2 separate regions of the Mus musculus genome follow, and region 2 is linked to region 1. A link is a contact called in public Hi-C data. All regions are on one chromosome and are shown on one strand. Each heading gives the region's core, a stretch centred on a gene start, on an enhancer-like site or on the middle of the called end of the contact. The rest is flanking DNA. Distances are from core to core; before and after follow the strand shown. Region 1 has its middle 18 kb from the start of Mir331. Region 2 overlaps Gm32827 (a long non-coding RNA gene).

Region 1 (4,323 bases), core at 1,031-3,530:
CTAGTGTATGCAATGGTGTTAGCATTTGGAAGTTGATTATGGGATGGATCCCTGGATATGGCAATCACTAGATGGTCCATCCTTTCGTCACAGCTTCAAATTTTGTCTCTGTAACTCCTTCCATGGGTGTTTTGTTCCCATTACAGGGTGTTCTTGTAGGGATAATCTCTTATGCATTTGTAAAAACACCATTTGTCAATAAAAAAATTGCTAGCCAATTAGTTTTGAGGCAGGATTAGAACGTGGGACATCTGGCGGGGGCGGGGGGGGGAGAGACTAATTCTGGGAAATAGTCATGTGGGAGGATTTGCCACTCGGGCTCGGAGGAAGTCGGTCTTATGAACTGAGGAGAGGTAACCAGCCATTTGGCAGACATAGAATAATAGGATGATTGAGTTGCGAGCTAGTCGGGGAACAAGCCTAGCTTAAGGCCTAGGTCTTTATTAATAAATAATAAGCCTGCAAGTTCTTTTTTTTTCCCATTTTTTATCAGGTATTTAGCTCATTTACACTTCCAATGCTATACCAAAAGTCCCCCATATCCACCCACCCCCACTCCCCTGCCCACCCACTCCCCCCCCCTTGGCCCTGGTGTTCCCCTGCACTGGGGCACACAAAGCCCGCAAGTCCAATGGGCCTCCCCTTCCAGTGATGGCCGACCAGGCCATCCTTTGATATATATGCAGCCAGAGTCAAGAGCTCCGGGGCACTGGCTAGTTCATAATGTTGCTCCACCCATAGGGTAAGCCTGCAAGTTCTTATTCAGGAACTGGGACATGGGTGGAAAAGACCACAGTTACGTGTTCTTTAAACACACGGACATGACCGTGCCGTTCTCCTACTTAGCCTCTACAGCAGTGGTTCTTAACCCTTTTAATGCTGCAACCCTTTAATACAGTTCCTCATGGTGTGGTGCTCCACCCCCCATAAGAATCATTTCATTACTACTTCATAACTGTAATTGTCTTACTGTTATGAATTGTAATGTTAGTATCTCATATGCAGTTCCTGAAGGGGTTGTGACACACAGACTGAGAACTGCTGCTCTAAGACCTTCCCTTTGGATCCAGTGGAAGTTCCCACTGCTTGGCTCCCACGCTAACCCCAGAACTATGCTGAGGGGTGAATCAGAGCTTGAAAGGCTTGCCCTTCATCAGACTAAGCCTGCAAACGCCAAAGGCCTGGAGTCTGGCAAAGCACCAGCTGCTCCTGGTGAGTTGTCTTTAGGGCGCTGCCCTCGGGGAGCCCTAAATAGCTTCCTGGGAGTGTGTCATCGTTTGTTTATGGGTCTGGTGGCCCTGTCTGAAACCTAGTAGGGAAAAATACCATGTCTTTGAATGAATGAGAAGCTAGAAAGCTTGACTTCCCACAAGGATTTCCTGGTCGCTCCCCCCCCCCCCCCTTCACACACCAGAACGATTTGCATCTGCCTGGGCTTCTCCTTCCCTTTGCCTACTCATACAGAGCAAAACTCAAGACTGCACAGCCCACCTTAGGAGTCGGCACGGACATTACTGGAGTGACGCAGGTCAGGTCTCACTTTTAAGAAGTGCATGCACATAAGCTAGCGAGGAAATAGCCATTTCCAACCAAGTAGAACCACTCCGTAAGTAAAATAGCCTCATCCAAGTTTCTAGAGAGGGCAAAGCTAACATACAGTGACAGATAGGCCAAACTGTGGGACTAATAGATGCCCACGATGGGTCAGGAGCTGAAGCAAGCGCGGTTTCCTTGCTGGACATTTCTAGTCATTTTATGAGTTCCGTATCCCTTAAAAGAAACAAACAAACAAAATAGGATATTTGTTTCATTTCTTACATTACACAAGTAAAGTAATATATAGTATTCCCTTAGGTAAAACTATGAAAATGTGTATTAATCAGTCAATCCCCTTTTTGTAAGTAAGAGAAGCAGAGTAATTTGCCTGAGGCCACACAGGCAAGTAGTGGAACCCAGGTTTGAACTCCGGCTGCTTTCAAAGTTCACAGTTTACTTCACTAGGCTATTTTACTTGAGGAGTGATTCACTAATGATCACCCAGCTCCTGTCAGCCTATTAGACCCTGGGAATCTTGGCAGAGGAGATGGTTGAGAGGAAACACACATCCTGGTTAAGTTGTACTCACCTGACATCTAGATCCAAGGCTTCTCAGCTGAATGAAGTTAGTTTAGTTCCTGACAGGGGGAAAGTGGACAACTCACCCACTCCTGACCCTCTGAAACAACCAGGTTCCTATTTAAACCCTGGCTGTCAAGCCGAGAGAAGGTTTACACTTCAGCCTGCTGAACTGTCTCTCTGTCCACTGGGTGACAGTGTTGATCCATTGGAAATAAACGTGTCTTGTCCTTGAGCCAGAAAACTCCAGGCCCCTAAAAAGGGAAGACTGCAGGCAGATGGTGTTTGGAGGGTCAGCTGGATAGGCACAGCTTCATGTCGGCTCTTAGAATGAGGCCGAATGGATTTATGTTGTAACTTTCAGTGGAAAATGTGTGTGTGTGTGTGTGTGTGTGGGAGGAATCATCTGTTATCCCATTAAGATTCAATTTCTTTGAAGATAGATAAGATCGTCACAGTAAATGAACCTACACTTTTCTAATAGTTTAATGAAGGCAGGAAGTTTGCAGAGCTCACTGTGGACACTGAGCTGACAGTCCACGTCAGCTGCCCGTCTTGGTGAGGGAGGATTTATTCTCCAGGCACGTATGCATCTGCTACAATACCATTTGTCACCCCAGGGCTCCCAGGAGGAACATGACTGTCACTAGGGAATGTTATTGCCAAACCTCCAGGTCACAGGTTTACACTGGTCTGTTTGTTCTATTGATCCCTGTCTTCAAGCGGGAAAGACAGAAGTGAGGCAAATAGAAACTTCTGACTCAGTGTGACTTGTGGAAACTACTGGGCTACCAGGAAGTGGCCCCACAAGCCACACGAACACTGATCTCAGTCAGACAGGGATGGTTTATTGAACACCCATGTAAAGGCTGATTGACCAGAGCAACAGTTCAGGCTCGAGAGCTAAAAGCTGTGTGCTGGACATTTCTCAAGCTCAGCTTATAAAAGGCTAAAACCACAAAACCCACAATGAGCTTATACACAGGTGCTGGTAGTACCGCGTAGTGGTTAGCCCTGACTCAAGCCGTTTTAGACATAACAGTTCATATTGACCTTTAATTTGATGGGCCCTATGAGAGGCTTATAGTTGTGGAATTATTAAAGACTAACAAGCCCTATAACATACAGAACATAACAGGGTATGTGGTCAGCATGATCCTGCTCTGAGTCAAATTATTTTTCTGTGTCAATGACTGGCAGGCATGTTACAGCAACAATATCAAATAGCTGGCGGGCAGGCATGTCCCAGAGGCCTGGGATGGGGGAGGCTCCCAGGACTCAATGTGGATGACCTTAGCCAAAATGCCCAACAGTGGGGATGTGGAACCTGAAGAGACCACCTCCAAGAGTTAGATAGGGCCCCCAGTGGAGGGATAGGGATACCAATCCACCTTCAAATATTTCCACCCCAAACTGTTCCTGTCTGAAAGAAATGCAGGGACAAACTGGAGCACAGACTGAATGAATGGCCGAGCAGTGACTGGCCCAACTTGGGATCCATCCCATGGGTGAGCACCAAACCCTGACACTATTACATGCTGTGTTGTGCTTGCAGACAGGAGCCTAGCATGGCTGTCCTCTGAGAGGCTCTACCAGCATCTGACTGCGACAGATGCAGATACTCACAGCTAAGCATTGGACTGAGGTCAGGGACCCTATGGAAGAGTTAGGGGAAGGATTGAAGGAGCTGAAGGGAATGGCAACCCCATAGGAAGACCAACAGTGTCAACTAACCTGGACCCCTCAGAGCACCTAGAGACTAAGCCACCAACTAAAGAGCAAATGGGCTGGCCTGAGGTCCCTGGCACATATGTAGCAGAGGGGCTGCCTTGTCTGGCTTCAGTGGGAGAGGATGTGCCTAATCTTGTAGAGACTTGATGCCCTAGTGATGGGGGATGCCGGCATGGGGACTCCCTCTCAGAGGTGAAGGGGAGGAGGGAAGGGGAGAAGAACTCTTCGAGGAGGGGCTGGGAGGAGGGCACCATTTGAGATGTAAATAATAACATAATTAATAATAAAAATAACTTACCTCATAATACATAATAAAAATTATAAATAAGATGCTTTACAAAAAAAAAAAGAGAGAGAAAGTAAGTCTGTGGGGTGGTGTCCCTTATGTCCAGAAAAAGTGTCTGTAATTGTGGCAGTAGCTTGGTTCTGTAAGTAGTTACAGAGCTTGTCAACACTGCTTTAACCGCCTGAGAGCCT
Region 2 (4,228 bases), core at 146-2,645, 470 kb after region 1:
TCTTCTGATATTATCTCTTGCCTGAAATTTCCAACGGAGACTGGGAATGTAAGAAGACCTGATACTGTGTCATCAGGAAGATGTGCTAGTGCATGTAAAATCCTTCTCTCTCTCTCTGTCTGTCTGTCTGTCTTTGTGGTGTGTGTGCTTGTGTATGTGTATATATGAGACACAGAGAGGGAGAGGGGGAGGGGGAGGGGGAGGGGGAGAGAGGGAGAGGGAGAAGGAGAGGGAGAGGGAGAGAGGGAGGGGGAGAGGGAGAGAGGGAGAGGGAGAGGGAGAGTTGGGGAAGGGAAAGGGTGAGGGAGTCAGAGAGGGAGATTTGCCTTGTGGGGGGTGTGTGTGACATTTATTTTATGGATCACCAATAATGTGTTTGAAAGAGAATCAATCCTCTTGTCTTTCGTTTAAAGCAAAATAAACTTTGTTTCCTGAGGGGTGGAGGGGGGCCGCCTCCTGAACATTTAGAAGCAGCTTGGCACCATCCCTTAGCCCCTTGAAAGCTCTGTTTTAAGTTGGATGGTGTCAGAGGTGGAGAGTTCTTTTGCATCTCCCAGTCCCTGACCTCCACCAGTTTCTGCAGCTGTGTTTGGTGGCTCTGGAGGGCAGCTCATTTCAGTCATTGTGTAGAGACTGCTACAGCTCAAACTACTCAGCAGACTTCTTCTCTGGACGCACCACACTCCCAGCCTTTGTTTGGGAGCTTTCGTCGTGGAAACTGCTTTGGCTGGTCTCCTCCACTCCCAGGTGGTCTCGGGCTTTGCCCACACAGTGCAACAGTGAGCATGCCGGCTGGCTCTTGGTTCTCTATGCACATCTTCATTGCTTATTCGGTTTGTGGCCTGATCCCAAGATTTGTTTCTGCAGAGGGGTAGTTTTCCGAGTCCCTGTCATCTCTAACACTGCTCGGTGAGAAACATCCTGAATAGCCCCACAGTTACCCCTCCCTGTTTTCACAGCCATCCTGAGATCAGGTCAGGCCAAAGCCCAGTTCTCTCTAACCTTTACTCTCACTTGGCTTCCTTTGGGCATCTGTTCAGCTGTTTTGTCTCTAGCTTGGGGTGTAGCTCAGGAGGGGGCCACCCTCACAGACTGTGCCAGGGGCTGCCCATTGCTGCTGGTGGCTGAGGTCTGGCAGTCTCCCTCAGCTTTTCTCAGCTCTGGATTTATCAGAGTGCAGTATTTATGCCATGTGCATCTCACTTGGGCCAAGAGTCTTCAATCAGCCTGGTGACTTGAGTTGCCAAGGAAACAATGTCTAGTGGGACCTTGAAGATTTACAACCTGTTCCCAGCCTGCAAGGATTCCTCCAGAATTCTTGCTGACACAGTTTACTCTGGTAAACTCTCAGCCCTGTGGGGGATATAAATCTCAGCCTGTCTCTGCACAATTCATTTTTCCTAGATACAAGGTCTAGAACAGGAGTTCAGAGAAGATGGGCTGCAGGGGGGCTCATGAGCTCACAGGGATGAGAGATGCTCTGCCTAGTGATTTACCACAGTCTTTTCACAGGAATGTCTCTAAGCAGGATAGCCTTGGGCAAACTGTGGGAATGCTCCGAGTCTCTGGAAAACAAGAATGATACAACATCTTTCCCAGTTGCTTTCCACGGGACAAAATGAAATGAAGCATAGAAGCTGCCTCACAAAATAGATGTAATCATTCACACGTTAGCTGCCGCTATTTGTATGAGCCCATTAACCTTAGAGGGCTATGATGGTGTGCATTGCCCTTTGTTACGTAGAATTTGGAGACACAGAGTAATACAGCTTTTTATGCTGCGCCAAGAATCTTCATTAAGCTAACAGGTTAGTCAGGTTTTCATTGCTGTGATAAAACACCCGAGCAAGGTGCTGGGGAAAAGGCTGAGTCAGGAAAGCATGCTGTGCAGACGTGAAGGCCTGCGTTCAGGTCCCCAGAGGCCACATAAACTGTCAGGCACGGCTGCAAGTATGTACCTGTAACTCCAGTGTGGGACATTTGGGACATGTGGATCCCTGAATCACAGTGGGCAGCCTGCTTAGCCCAACAGATAAGCCTCAGGTCAGCGAGCCATTCTGTCTGTAGATAGATAGATAGATAGATAGATAGATAGATAGATAGATAGATAAGATGTATGGATAACAATAAAGGAAAGATACTCAGTGTCTGTCTGTGGCCTCCATGTGGACATGCACATACCTGAACCTGTATGTACACATGCACACACACAAGTTCAATCAATGTACATGTACACACACACACACATACACACACACACATGTCTGAGCACATCACCTTAAAGGAGGAAAGGTTTATCTTGCCTTATGGTTCCTGAGGCCTCAGTGCATCGTGGCTGGGACAGTGTTAGTCATCCCAGCAGAGGGGAACCAGAAAGGAAGAGAAAGCCTGAGCTAGTAGGCTTGACCTTCCTGTACCGTATTCGGTACAGATCCCTGCCTATGGGATGATGTCACGTACACGCAGAATGTCTCTCCCTGCCTTAATCAATGCTCGCTGGAAACACCCCCGTAGAGATATACCATATTAATGTAGGCACTGCTCAATCCAACCAAACTGATGAGATTAAGTGGCACAGCCACTTCATGCGGCATGCAGTAATGGATGGATGGGTGTTACTACTCTCCCCCTTTACAGGTGCAGAAACTGAGGCTCAAGGAACACCAAATTCATTAGGCCAAAAAAAAAAAAAAAATTAAGAAAAAGAAAAGAAAAGAAAAAGAAAAAAAAAAAAGGAACCAGCTTTCAGTGGGATGGACGACAGACAGATCCTAAGAAAAAGAAACCCGACGAGCCCTGAGACAGACGGCAGGCTTCTGGGCATAAGTCATAGTTACATGTGTACCAGAGGTAGGAGTCAGTCAAGCAGGGGAGTACACTCCAGCAGCCTTGCAGATGAAGGCAAGAGGGCCTTCTGATGCCTAGAGGCAGAGAGAGCTCAGGGAGACGAGCAGTGTGGGGTGAAGTCTGCTGCGTGTAGAGACATGGCTGTATCAAGTTGCTGTCGGCCATGGACTGCAGCTGGGGAAAGGAACTCAACAAAGGACGGATGTGAAGAGAGGAGAACGGGTTGTTACGGTAACGGATCTCAGGGCTTGTTCTCATGCTGCATTTTGCTTCAGTCCAAGGTTGTTCACGGGACACTGCCTGAGTGGTCAAGATGCCAGCCTTCGGGAAGCTTCCAGCTCCCTTAGTTCCAATTCATTAACATGTTAGTTTATTTCTTGCTGCCTCTTGGGCGCTGTGCTCCAGCAAGTACCGGTTGCACGTGTACATTTATCACTAGCTGGGCTCAGGGTGCCCAACACCCCCCTTCCCCCTCCCTGCTTCCCCAGAGACTCCCCAGCTAGCCACCGCTTTACCAAATGTGACTTCTCGCTAGTCCTAAGTAGTGAGTGCTCCTCCTCTGTTAATGTGAGGCCAAGGAAGAAGCAGGGGCCAAACAGAAAGCAAGGCTTTGTCAAGGGTCTCAAAAGAATGGAACAAGGAAATTATGTAACCAGACGAGTGAGGGGCGGAGTAACCCCGTGTCAGCCAGAGGTGTTCTCAGGACCTGGCTTGTTACTGGCTGGAGTCTGTGTTTCCTCACAGTTGCTTGGTTTCCAAGCCTTCCCACAGGGATGGAAGGCTTTGCTCGCTCTCTGTGTGTTTTCAAGAGGCTAACTGGAAAGCCCTCCTACTCCCTCGGGTCAGCAACAAGAAAGTGGCATACAGCCGTCAGCCCGGGGAATGGCAACAGTCTGTCCCCGTCCATGGTCTGTGTCTGTGTTCTGTGTATTTCCATTGGCTGTTCTTTCAGAGGATGCTCGGCATGCACACGGTAGCTCACACAAGTCTGTAACTCCATCCCGGGGCTTGCAACCCCCTCTTCTGGCTTCTGTGGGTCCCGGGCACACATGTGGTGCACAGACAAGACATGCAGGCGAAGCTCCTGGGCACATAAAAGGGGGAGAGGAGATCTGAGATTTGCTCTGAAGTATATTAATATATTTACAGAAAGCATGGGTTTGAGAAATGAATGGCAGACACACAGCATTCCATTCCCTTCCCTCTGCTTCTTTAAAACCATCTTAACATCTTTTTATAGTTTGTTGCTGTTGTTTGTCGAGACAGAGTATCACATGGTCCAAGCCAGGCTTTCGCTCACTGGGTAGCTAAAGCTGTTCCTAACGTCAATACTCAAGGCCATTGCAGATGTTGGGAAGTACTCTGGAGAAAGCTACAGGGA

Evidence for each region. Hi-C and Micro-C count contacts between places; a contact is called where the count stands out from the background.
Region 2: a Hi-C map of cerebellum shows a contact between it and region 1, with 3 times the contacts expected there. The contact joins two enhancer-like sites. A contact is called at or near these places in 5 of 484 Hi-C or Micro-C datasets (the C2C12 cell line, cerebellum, liver and 2 more) and 1 of 115 datasets of contacts at active chromatin or transcription factors (embryonic stem cells).

The regions. Positions count from the first base shown.
Region 1 is chr10:93,943,256-93,947,578 of GRCm38.p6, forward strand. No RefSeq gene overlaps it. Among named protein-coding and RNA genes, the nearest start is that of Mir331, 18 kb to the right of the region's middle. Within about 2 kb of position 2,281, at least 84 of the 459 cell types and tissues checked have an H3K27ac peak or open chromatin away from gene starts, as enhancers often do. A contact at or near this core is called in cerebellum and muscle stem cells, where this site is marked.
Region 2 is chr10:94,413,091-94,417,318 of GRCm38.p6, forward strand. It overlaps Gm32827 (a long non-coding RNA gene), which reads right to left. Exons shown (of 4, transcript XR_871962.3): 4 at 1,859-4,228. It also overlaps a transcript of Tmcc3 not described here. Among named protein-coding and RNA genes, the nearest start is that of Gm32827, 11 kb to the right of the region's middle. Within about 2 kb of position 1,396, at least 65 of the 459 cell types and tissues checked have an H3K27ac peak or open chromatin away from gene starts, as enhancers often do. A contact at or near this core is called in cerebellum and muscle stem cells, where this site is marked.